Regions from separate parts of the Hordeum vulgare genome. Here regions 2 and 3 are each linked to region 1. Evidence: chromatin contacts called from public Hi-C data. All regions are on one chromosome and are shown on one strand. Each heading gives the region's core, a stretch centred on a gene start, on an enhancer-like site or on the middle of the called end of the contact. The rest is flanking DNA. Distances are from core to core; before and after follow the strand shown.

Evidence for each region. A called contact is a pair of places that touch in the nucleus more often than the background predicts.
Region 2: a contact with region 1 is called in a Hi-C map of leaf, with 2.8 times the contacts expected there. The contact joins the promoter of LOC123403510 here to the promoter of LOC123401528 in region 1. A contact is called at or near these places in 2 of 6 Hi-C or Micro-C datasets (both in leaf).
Region 3: a Hi-C map of leaf shows a contact between it and region 1, with 2.5 times the contacts expected there. The contact joins the promoter of LOC123404552 here to the promoter of LOC123401528 in region 1. A contact is called at or near these places in 2 of 6 Hi-C or Micro-C datasets (leaf and seedling).

The regions. Positions count from the first base shown.
Region 1 is chr6H:313,925,441-313,928,527 of MorexV3_pseudomolecules_assembly, reverse strand. It overlaps LOC123401528 (GPI ethanolamine phosphate transferase 1), which reads left to right and starts at 1,613. Exons shown (of 18, transcript XM_045095356.1): 1 at 1,613-1,906; 2 at 2,038-2,229. The coding sequence starts at 1,696.
Region 2 is chr6H:314,777,516-314,780,602 of MorexV3_pseudomolecules_assembly, reverse strand. It overlaps LOC123403510, which reads right to left and starts at 1,574. Exons shown (of 2, transcript XM_045097441.1): 1 at 1,282-1,574.
Region 3 is chr6H:313,286,945-313,290,031 of MorexV3_pseudomolecules_assembly, reverse strand. LOC123404552 reads left to right here and starts at 1,421. Exons shown (of 5, transcript XM_045098480.1): 1 at 1,421-1,825; 2 at 2,882-2,960. The coding sequence starts at 2,951. It overlaps LOC123404554, which reads left to right. Exons shown (of 5, transcript XM_045098491.1): 5 at 1-813. The coding sequence ends at 470.

The DNA.
Region 1 (3,087 bases), core at 364-2,863:
TTGTCCTTTAATTGAAATTTGAAAATTTATAACTTTATTTACAAGAACATGTCATTATCCTCTTTTTTTGATAAGTAGATAGTAATCGAATGTATTTGTTATCCTAACCATCCTCTAAGCATTCTACAATTCTAACAATGCAATCCACAAGAATGGTAACCCTAAATCCCTAATTCCACACCACACATCCTCGATTGCAAGTCACCAAAACCCTAACTCTAAATCCCAATTTTTTGACAAACCCTAACTACAATAGCAAATGATAGAGGGGAAGGCGATGACGATGAATTACTCCACACTATCGAGTGTTGAATCCCATTAATGGCCGCTGTTCGGAGTGGTCACAATCGAGAGGGCCAGGGTCGTTGCTGCCTGATGCTACATCGACCACTCCGTCGTCGACTTTGGCTACGCCGTGAAGCTCTTGCTACCAGATCAGTTGCCCATCTTTGAGAACTCATACCCTCACCATTGGTCTCTACGTCGCCAACTGAACTCGCCGCCGCCATCGCAGGCCAAAGAGAAGAGAACAAGCGGAAAAGAGGAATCGAGTGAGCGGGAGAGACGGTCGCCAACCCCCTTCGTCTCCCTGTGCTCATGTGACACTATGGAGTGGACCCTGGAAGTCAAAAAATATGGTTAATCGTTCATGAGTGTTTATAAGTTCTTTAGTAAAGAAAATTGTGGATTTTTGGGCCGAGTAAGAAATGTGATGGCAATTGGGGACTAGTGTTTTTATCTTGGGAAAATCTAAGAAGAAGCGCCGCAGCATAGCTTTCTCATGCGGCGGGCTCGTACAACCCTATGTCCATGCAAGAATATTCTATTTCATGCTTACATCATTGCATTAAATGTTTTTTTCAAATTTTAAAAACGATTTATCTCACAGATTAATAATTTGATTGGAGATTCGCCTTCACCGTTAGGTTCATCTCGGCGAGGCCTCAAAAATAAGATCCCATGTTGACATGTTGCGTTGATTTTTTTTTCATTGTTCCTAGTTACCACATTTATGTCATCATAGTTGTCATCTTACGAGTGTAGAGTTGTTACAAAAATTACATGTAGTTACCGCGACGGTATTTTTTTTAAGCATTACATGTTATGTGAAGCTAAAAAGTAGGTATTAAGGCACTAACAATAAGCAAGTAAATGCATGAATTAGCACAAGTACAATGAATCAAGTTTTTTAGTGGGGTATATTGACATTCATAAATCCGATAACCAAGTTGATTTAATATGAGAACTATATGACAAATAATGTGACAAGTGATAGTAATCTGACAAATACCGACGAAAACAAAAGTTATCTAAACATGTCGACATGTGATCTAGTTTTGAAGATCTCATTGCGACAAAGTCACTGATAAAAACAAATCATTAATTAAGATAACAGTTTAAGAGATAAATCTTTTTAAACAAAAGAATATTTAATAATATTATACTTGTGTAATTTTGCACGCATACAAGAAATAGATGGAAGAGAGCCGCCGACTAATACGCGGCGCCGCTCCCAGCGAAGTCCTTTTATCTTTTTGCAATTCACTCCAATGTTGCGTTAAGCTGACATCAGCACACTGGTGCGCACCAGTCGACAGTCGTGTCAGTCCAACGCCTTCCCGCTTCCCGTCCCTTCTCAGTCCCAGATCCACCTGACCAGCTCCCTTCGACGGCTCAGCCGGTGCCCGCCGTGCAATGGCCGGCCGCCCCCGCCCGCAGGCGCACTCGTCGTCCGCCTCCACGCGGCGGCGCGAGCGGTGGCTGGTCGTCCTCGGCATCGCGCTCCACGCCGTCTACATGCTGAGCATATTCGATATCTACTTCAAGTCCCCCATCGTCCACGGCATGGCCCCCGTGCCGCCCCGCCTCTCCGCGCCCCCCGCCAAGCGCCTCGTCCTCCTTGTTGGTTCGTCGCCCCGCCCTCTCCTCCTCCTCTTCTGATCCTGCCGCCCAGGCTTTCAGTCTATTTGGGGGTTTTCGTCCGTGTTTTTTGTGGGTGCGATGCGGTGAGGGTTTTGAAAATTATGGTGGCTGCAGCGGACGGGCTCAGGGCGGACAAGTTCTTCGAGCCGGACGAGCGGGGAAGGTACAGGGCACCATTCCTGCGTGGGGTGATTGAGGAGAAGGGCCGGTGGGGCGTCAGCCACGCGCGGCCGCCCACCGAGTCCAGGCCAGGGCACGTCGCCATCATCGCCGGCTTCTACGAGGATCCCAGTGCTGTAACAAAAGGTGCGCTGTTTGACCTCTAGTTCCAGTGTATCTCTATTGGACAGTAGTATTCTTCATGTTCATAAGAGCTACGATGTTGGTTGTCGGTGCTTACTGCCAACCTGAATTCATACTGTGAGTTGTGGGTTACTGCCAGCCTGAATTCATACTGTTAGTTGTGGTTACTGCCAACCCCATAACACACTTGGTTCATACATTTTAATGCTCCAAAATCGTTACTTATTCTTAATAATCACACTTCGAAGATCTGTACGGCTCTGGCACAGCTTACAGAGGGGGGTTGGGGGCAATGGATGCAAGATGAGGACGATTCTTGTCTCCAGCTCTGGGAAGGAGAGGGGTGGGTGGGTGGTAATGGAGGTGAGGTTGGGGAAAAGCAGTAGGCTGGAGCAGCGCAGGGGTGTACAACACGTCAACATTATTAGTTATTTTAGTTTTTAGGAGTTATGTGAGCAATTTCATTAGAACTCACTGTCTCAGTTACAACATTGGTGTTAGTGTTTGTGGTGGGTGTTTGCAGATAAGAACAGTGACAGATTAAGTCATGGCAATACCTTTGGATTCGACAAGCCTCACATGGACTGATGAACATGCTTTCACAACAAGTCATTCAACTTGCTGTGATCTTCTAGTCTACTGGATTCAGTTTCTGTATTGCCTAATCTGGTAAGGGCTTCCTTGGTAGTTATCAGTGTTGGAGTTATACTCCCTCCGTTCCTAAATATAAGTCTTTTTAGAGATTCCACTAAGGGACTACATACGGAGCAAAATAAGTGAATCTAACTCTAATGTATGTCTATATACATCCATATGTAGTTTTCTAGTGGAAACTCTAAAAAGACTTATATTTAGGAACGG
Region 2 (3,087 bases), core at 325-2,824, 850 kb before region 1:
CAGGATGCCAATTGTACCATAGCATATTTGATTAATGAAAGCTCTCTTTTCACCAAAAAGAATCCTCTATCGTCAGAATATCATGACATAAAAGGGCGTGTCAAGCACACAATAGAATAAGTCAAAGCCTCCTTTGCATAGGAGCCACATACTGGTAGGCTAAATTTAGTCGAGCAATTTGTGCAATATTTGAACCTTTATGACAGCGAATCCTCTCGACCCCTATTGAGCAGATGACAGAATCACGCAATAAAATCCCCTAGTTCATACCGATCGATAAATCTGCGAAACACACCGTATTATATAACTAGCGGATTTGGTTAGGTTAGTCCAAGTCGTACCTAATAGCTACAGCTTTAAAATATTACCCCTCCAAGTAGAACCATCTTGCATGGTCAACATTCATAACCACACGCATATTTTCAAGGATAATTCGAAGTTTTTTTGAAATTATCAGGATAATTCGAAGTGTTTATTCAGTTTACTAGACGGTCTGATGTTCCAGGATTTGTTGCCGTGGGAAAGAGCACCAGAGTTAGGGGATGCTACCTTTGTAACTCCAAATCTAGCCGAGGTCACCTTGACCACACGTTGGCTTACACGAGAGACGAGACAGATTGGCGGTTCTCTACCCAAGAAATTGGTACTCTAGCAGGACTAGGTGGTACCATATGTGAGACATGTCCTGAGACGACTTGAAAGAGACACAGGGCAAGACAATTTTTACCCTACTTACAAGAAACGACCCAGTGGAATTATAATGGAAAAATTATATATGATGTACTCTAAAATGAAAACACAGGACAAACTATGATCTACTCTAAAATGGAAGGAAACAAAACACTGTGGCTTGCCATATCTGCTAGCAAGATCGAATAGCAAACCGTACCTTAGCTGTGTACCACCTGAACAAAAGGGAGAGAAAAATATAGAGCTGTTTGCTCCTACCACATACTCATCATATATAACCGTGGATGTGGATAAACCCAATTGTAAACGAAATCCCACCGATTAAAGAAGAGGGGAAATGAGATCTAAGTAAGCTTATACGGCTGAATTCCCATAATCACAACATCCAGTGCAGAAACCTCAAAACAATCGATGAAGGGGGCGGGACTCTCTGAATCAAGAATCCATTCGCCAAGGGAATATGTATGGACAGTCGGACAAGAAACACGCAAGCAAACAAACAAGGAACGGAAAGGAAAGCAAGACGGAGCAGAGCACCAAATCCTGGAGGAGGTAAGAAGAGGCTGCTCAGGGAGAAGGGCGGGGAATCACCTAGGATCTATCTCAATGGAGGAGATGGAGGAGGAGACCCTGCTGTCTTTGCGCAGAGAGAGAGAAAGAGAGAGAGAGAGATTCTGTTTTGTTGGAGAGAGAGAGAGAGGGGGGTTGGAGGGAGAGAGATTCTGTTAGACAAGGAGGGAGGGCGCGTGTATATGGTATCAGGCCGATGGAGTCTGGTTGTATCCTCGTGGGTGCGCTACCGCTACGTCACATGACGGTGCCGGTTGGCCTCCCACACGGCGCTTTCTTTTCCACGCACGCACGCACCTAGTACCTGGCTCCGCTCGGCCCGCGGCGCAGCCGAGCTGGCTTAAATGACTGCCTGATTGGCCGATCTCCCTCTCATTGTTTGTATGGTGCACATTTCGTTGGGGTACGCTTCGCGAGGGCCCCCGCTATGGTGGATTCTTCTTCCTTCCCAGGAGTGTTTGCTTTTGTGCAAGTGTGACAGCACGTTGGGTAGGTAATTTGAGGCGGAAATTTGATGGCGATGTCTTCAGCATCTGCATCTGATTACTAGTCAAGTTTTTTTTTTTTTTTTTTTTTTTTTTTTTTTTTTTTGCGGGGGATGATTACTAGTAGTACGTACGAGTCAGGTTAAAGGCAGGCAAGTCATTGTTTTGATCCTAATTGTGTACAACGCCTATGAGATTTGACGTTTCACGAGTTTCTCAGGTTTGGGAACTCGAGGTCTAAGGACCATCCAACCAGTGAAGGATCTTGTGTTGTTGGTACTCATTTTTCATTCTACTTCCTTAACGAAGAAACATGATTTTTTTTTCTTGTTGTTGTTGAGGGGGAACGAAGAAACATGATTCGCAGAAGCTTCTATTACTGGTTTTAAATACAGGGCCATTAAGAAAAATATAATTTTTTAATCAATACTAGCACAAATGCCGTGCGTTGCAATGAGAGACATTGCCACATGGCTCATGCTTCAACTTATTTTCGTCCGTCCCGTTTACTCGTCCGAGTTTGTTATGAACATCTCCTTCCCCGTCTCTAGTGGATCATCATGTACCTAGGTAGCGAGCTTCTTCACTTTCATAAATGCAGCCTTCAGTTGAAATGTGATGTTTCGTCGTGTATGTTGTCTTCTTAGAAGGGATAGACGTAGAGCACGTAATATGGTCATTGCACACATAAAAATTTAATCAACTAGCTACAATTTTTTTTTCAATGCAAGCATGTCTTAGGAAGGAATATTTCTTCATTTCCCCTTTTAATTGCCCACCATATTTCTTAAGCATTCATTAGGGAATCTCGTCTCTTAATTATCCCACATGTAGTACTGATTCCTCCTTGTTTAATTGCCCACCATATTTATCCTTCATGTTTTATTTTCTTCTTCTTTCGAAGATCCTTCCTTGCTTCAATCCTACCTTTCTGGACACTCACTCGTTATCCTTCGATCACCATTTTTTTTCTTTTTTTTCTTATTTCGAAGATCCTTCCTTGCTTCAATACTTCCTTTCTGGGCACCCACTCGTTATCTTTCGATCATCAATTTCCAAGCCGACTTATTAAGGTGATTGATGACGGGTAACTTGAACATGTATATAAATTCATGGTTGTGTTTGCAAAAAGGCAAGGTGGTACTAATTGATAAGAAGAGCAACCGCGGCCAATCGCGGCTTGGCGGTCTCCTTTGCCCGACCGCCTCTCGCTCCTCTCGCTCTCTTCTCCCAGCGCCTACATCTAGCCGTGGCTCCACACTTCGGCACCGCTCCTCGCCTCCCCCACCACACACCTCGTGTAGTCGCCACTAGATGCCCCGGAGCCCGCAACCGCAGCCCC
Region 3 (3,087 bases), core at 172-2,671, 640 kb after region 1:
TGGAGATTCAAGCTCAGATTGCTGGCCTTAAGAACTCTCTTGCCATCCAGGAGACACAGTCGTCCAATTTGCAGTCTCAGCTGGAGTCTGCTAACCGAGATATATTTGAATCCGAGCGGGAGATCCAGTATCTGAGGAAGATCATCACGGACCATTGTATTGGCGAAGCACTCTCTCACGGTAAACCATTGCATGTTGGACACTGGCAGTCAGATGCCACCAATGGCCATGCTAATGGCTACGCCAATAGCAGCGTCGATGACCACGAGCTGCATTTTATTGGTATTGGGAAGAAGAGAGAAGAGTTGGAGAGGATGGAGATGCTCAAGAGGGAGGTGGGTGAGCTGAAGGAAGTTATCGGAGGGAAAGATTTCGTGCTTGGCAGCTACAAGGAGCAGAAGGTGGAACTCTGCTCTCAGATCAGGGAATTGCAGGAAAAACTCTCCTCGCATGTGCCGAACATATTGTAGGATCTACTGGTAAAGGAGCAGCAGCTGTAGCCCATGTTCCCATGCGGTCTTGCACCACTGATTTGCAGGAAAACCTGCCGGTGCACAGGCCGAACATCCTAGGATATTTGCAGAATGTTAGGTTGATTGGTTTCTTTCTTTCTTCTCGGCAGTATTGTTAGGTTGGTTTGCATCAGTTTCCGCCCTTGGTTGCTTGGAATTACAACGTTTTTTCCCCCTCAGTTGCTGGACCTAGGGTAGCTAAATTAATGGGAAGTTGACACTCCAGACTTATGGTGCTGTACATTTTTTTTTTTGCAGGCACGTCTGTGTGATGTTTAGAGAAATATCCTTTCCTTTCTAATGTTTGGTCGGTGACATTTCTATGCTATACTCAACTAACCTAGTTTGAAACCACTACTCATTTTGGATAGAAGAAAGTACCTTTTTTTTCCTCGACAAAGGTGAATTTTTATTAGCTCAAAACAAAATGGTATCTTTTTTCTCGGCAGAAAAGGAGTTTCTCATTAATTAACCTGGTGGATCGTCACAGCAGCTTCCATACAATCCATTTCGAGAATGAAGGGTAGCTGATCATAGCCGTAGCTTCCATACAACCCGTTTCGAGAATGAAGGGCAGCGAGCTCCATGCCAAAGCCAGCGCTAAGCTCAAGATGGTTTGGCCTGCCTTGTCACGTACTAGCACCATACCCGCTCCTCCACTATCATATACTCCCTTCATTTCTAAATATAAGTCTTTTTAGAGGTTCAACTAACGGACTACATACGGATGTATATATACATATTTTAGAATATAGATTCATTCATTTTGCTTCGTATGTAAGACTTATATTTAGGTACGGAGGGAGTACTCCCTTCGTTTATAAATATAAGTCTTTTTAGAGATTTTACTCCCTTCATTTATAAATATAAGTCTTTTTAAAGATTTTACTGTAACATTACTAAATCATAATTTTAGACCACTTTCAGATTTTCCTCATCAGCCTGTCCTTCAATCATTTCGCAAATTAAAAAAACACCTGTCCTTTAATCAACTCAGTGACCTGTTTTCTGAACATTCATTTCTCGCCGGATATGTAGAGAGAGAGAGAGAGAGCATCAGAATTTAATGCGCAGCTCTGCGGACTCGTCACACCTCTTTCATCCTTGCGTCTGGATTTTTCTTTTCAAGCAATTCCGAAATTCTCTTGTGTTAACCTCAATAACAACAACAACAGCAAAATCTCTTCTTCGTTGGCCTCCCCATCCTCGCCGTGTTCTCGGAGCCTGGTCGTCTCTCGCGAGGCTATCCGTTGGCTCTTGAAAAAGGGGAACACCCAGCAGATTTCCGGAGTTAAAACCCATCAGAATCGAAGGTGAGTCCCCCTTCCCTCGTTTCTTCTCCCTTCTTAGTTCGCGTGATTGTTTCGCCTGGTTTCTTCTATGTGGGAGTTGTTGGTTTTTGTTGATTTAGATGAATTTTGGGACTGAGAAGAACCAGGAAGCGCAACTTTGCTACAGGATGGCAAACACATGAGAAATTAGGCAAACTACTAGTCTTCTTCTTCTTGTGGTTTTCTAGTATTTGCGGGTGAGTTCTTGTTCCCTGCCTACTTGCCTGCTGTACCGTAGTTACTACTTGAGTTCTTGTTCCCTGCCTACTTGCCTGCTGTACCGTAGTTACTGCTCGCTTACCACAACAACTTCTGCTGCATGCAGTTAAGTCCATTAAACGTAGTACAGCTTTTCCCTGTTCTTCAACTTTTTAAACCGTCACGGCGGAATCGGCGCATGGCTCTCCAACTCCAATCCCCGGTACGCCATCCGGAGTAGATTCTGTGCGTATCGTCTTCTTGCCGGACGCCGGTTCTTCTTGCTCTTCTCTTCTGAGCGAGTGTTCTTGCCGTTCGGGCCAGCAGCTTCCCGTTGATTTGGTACTATGCGTACATCTCCTCTCTGCTTCTCAATTCTCATGCTTCTCATGTTTCCCTTTTTTCAAAAGGAGGATTACCTCCGGTTTCATGCATACGGCCCCACATACTCCTTTCTCATGTGAGAACTGAGAACAAGTTCGATTCTTTTATCGCCTAAATAAAATATTTCAATTCTTTTAGGTCTTAGTAGTAGTAGGTTATTGTACCAGATTGTACGGTTGTGGTACCGTGTTTAGGCCAGTAGCATATCAAGATCATCTCTGGCGTTTGGTGGGTGCGGCCAGATTTGGGTCTAAGTTTTGACTTTTGGATGCTTATGGTGCACGCTTCTTCGGTTTGTTTGCGGTTTGTATTGTACTACTACTACTGGTTCATGCAAATAATGTGGTGCCTGGGCTGTTTGAACATCTAGTTTACACCAAGTGCAGTTTTGCCCTTTTGGCTGGCAGGAATAAGCCATGCTCATATTAATTTATACTTCTCTGCCACAATTTCCAGGGGACACACGACTCTGCTCTCTCTGAATCGGCGGCTCGGTGATGGCTCGGCCGAGATAGGCCGCAGATCATGAATGTAGGTAAACTTCTATTTCGATGAACTATATGGGTTTGGATCAAGTATATGATGAGTTTTGCTATTCAATTATATCTAGTGGATTAATTTATGATGGGGAGAATAGTCTTTCTTCTTGTTAGATTGGGTGC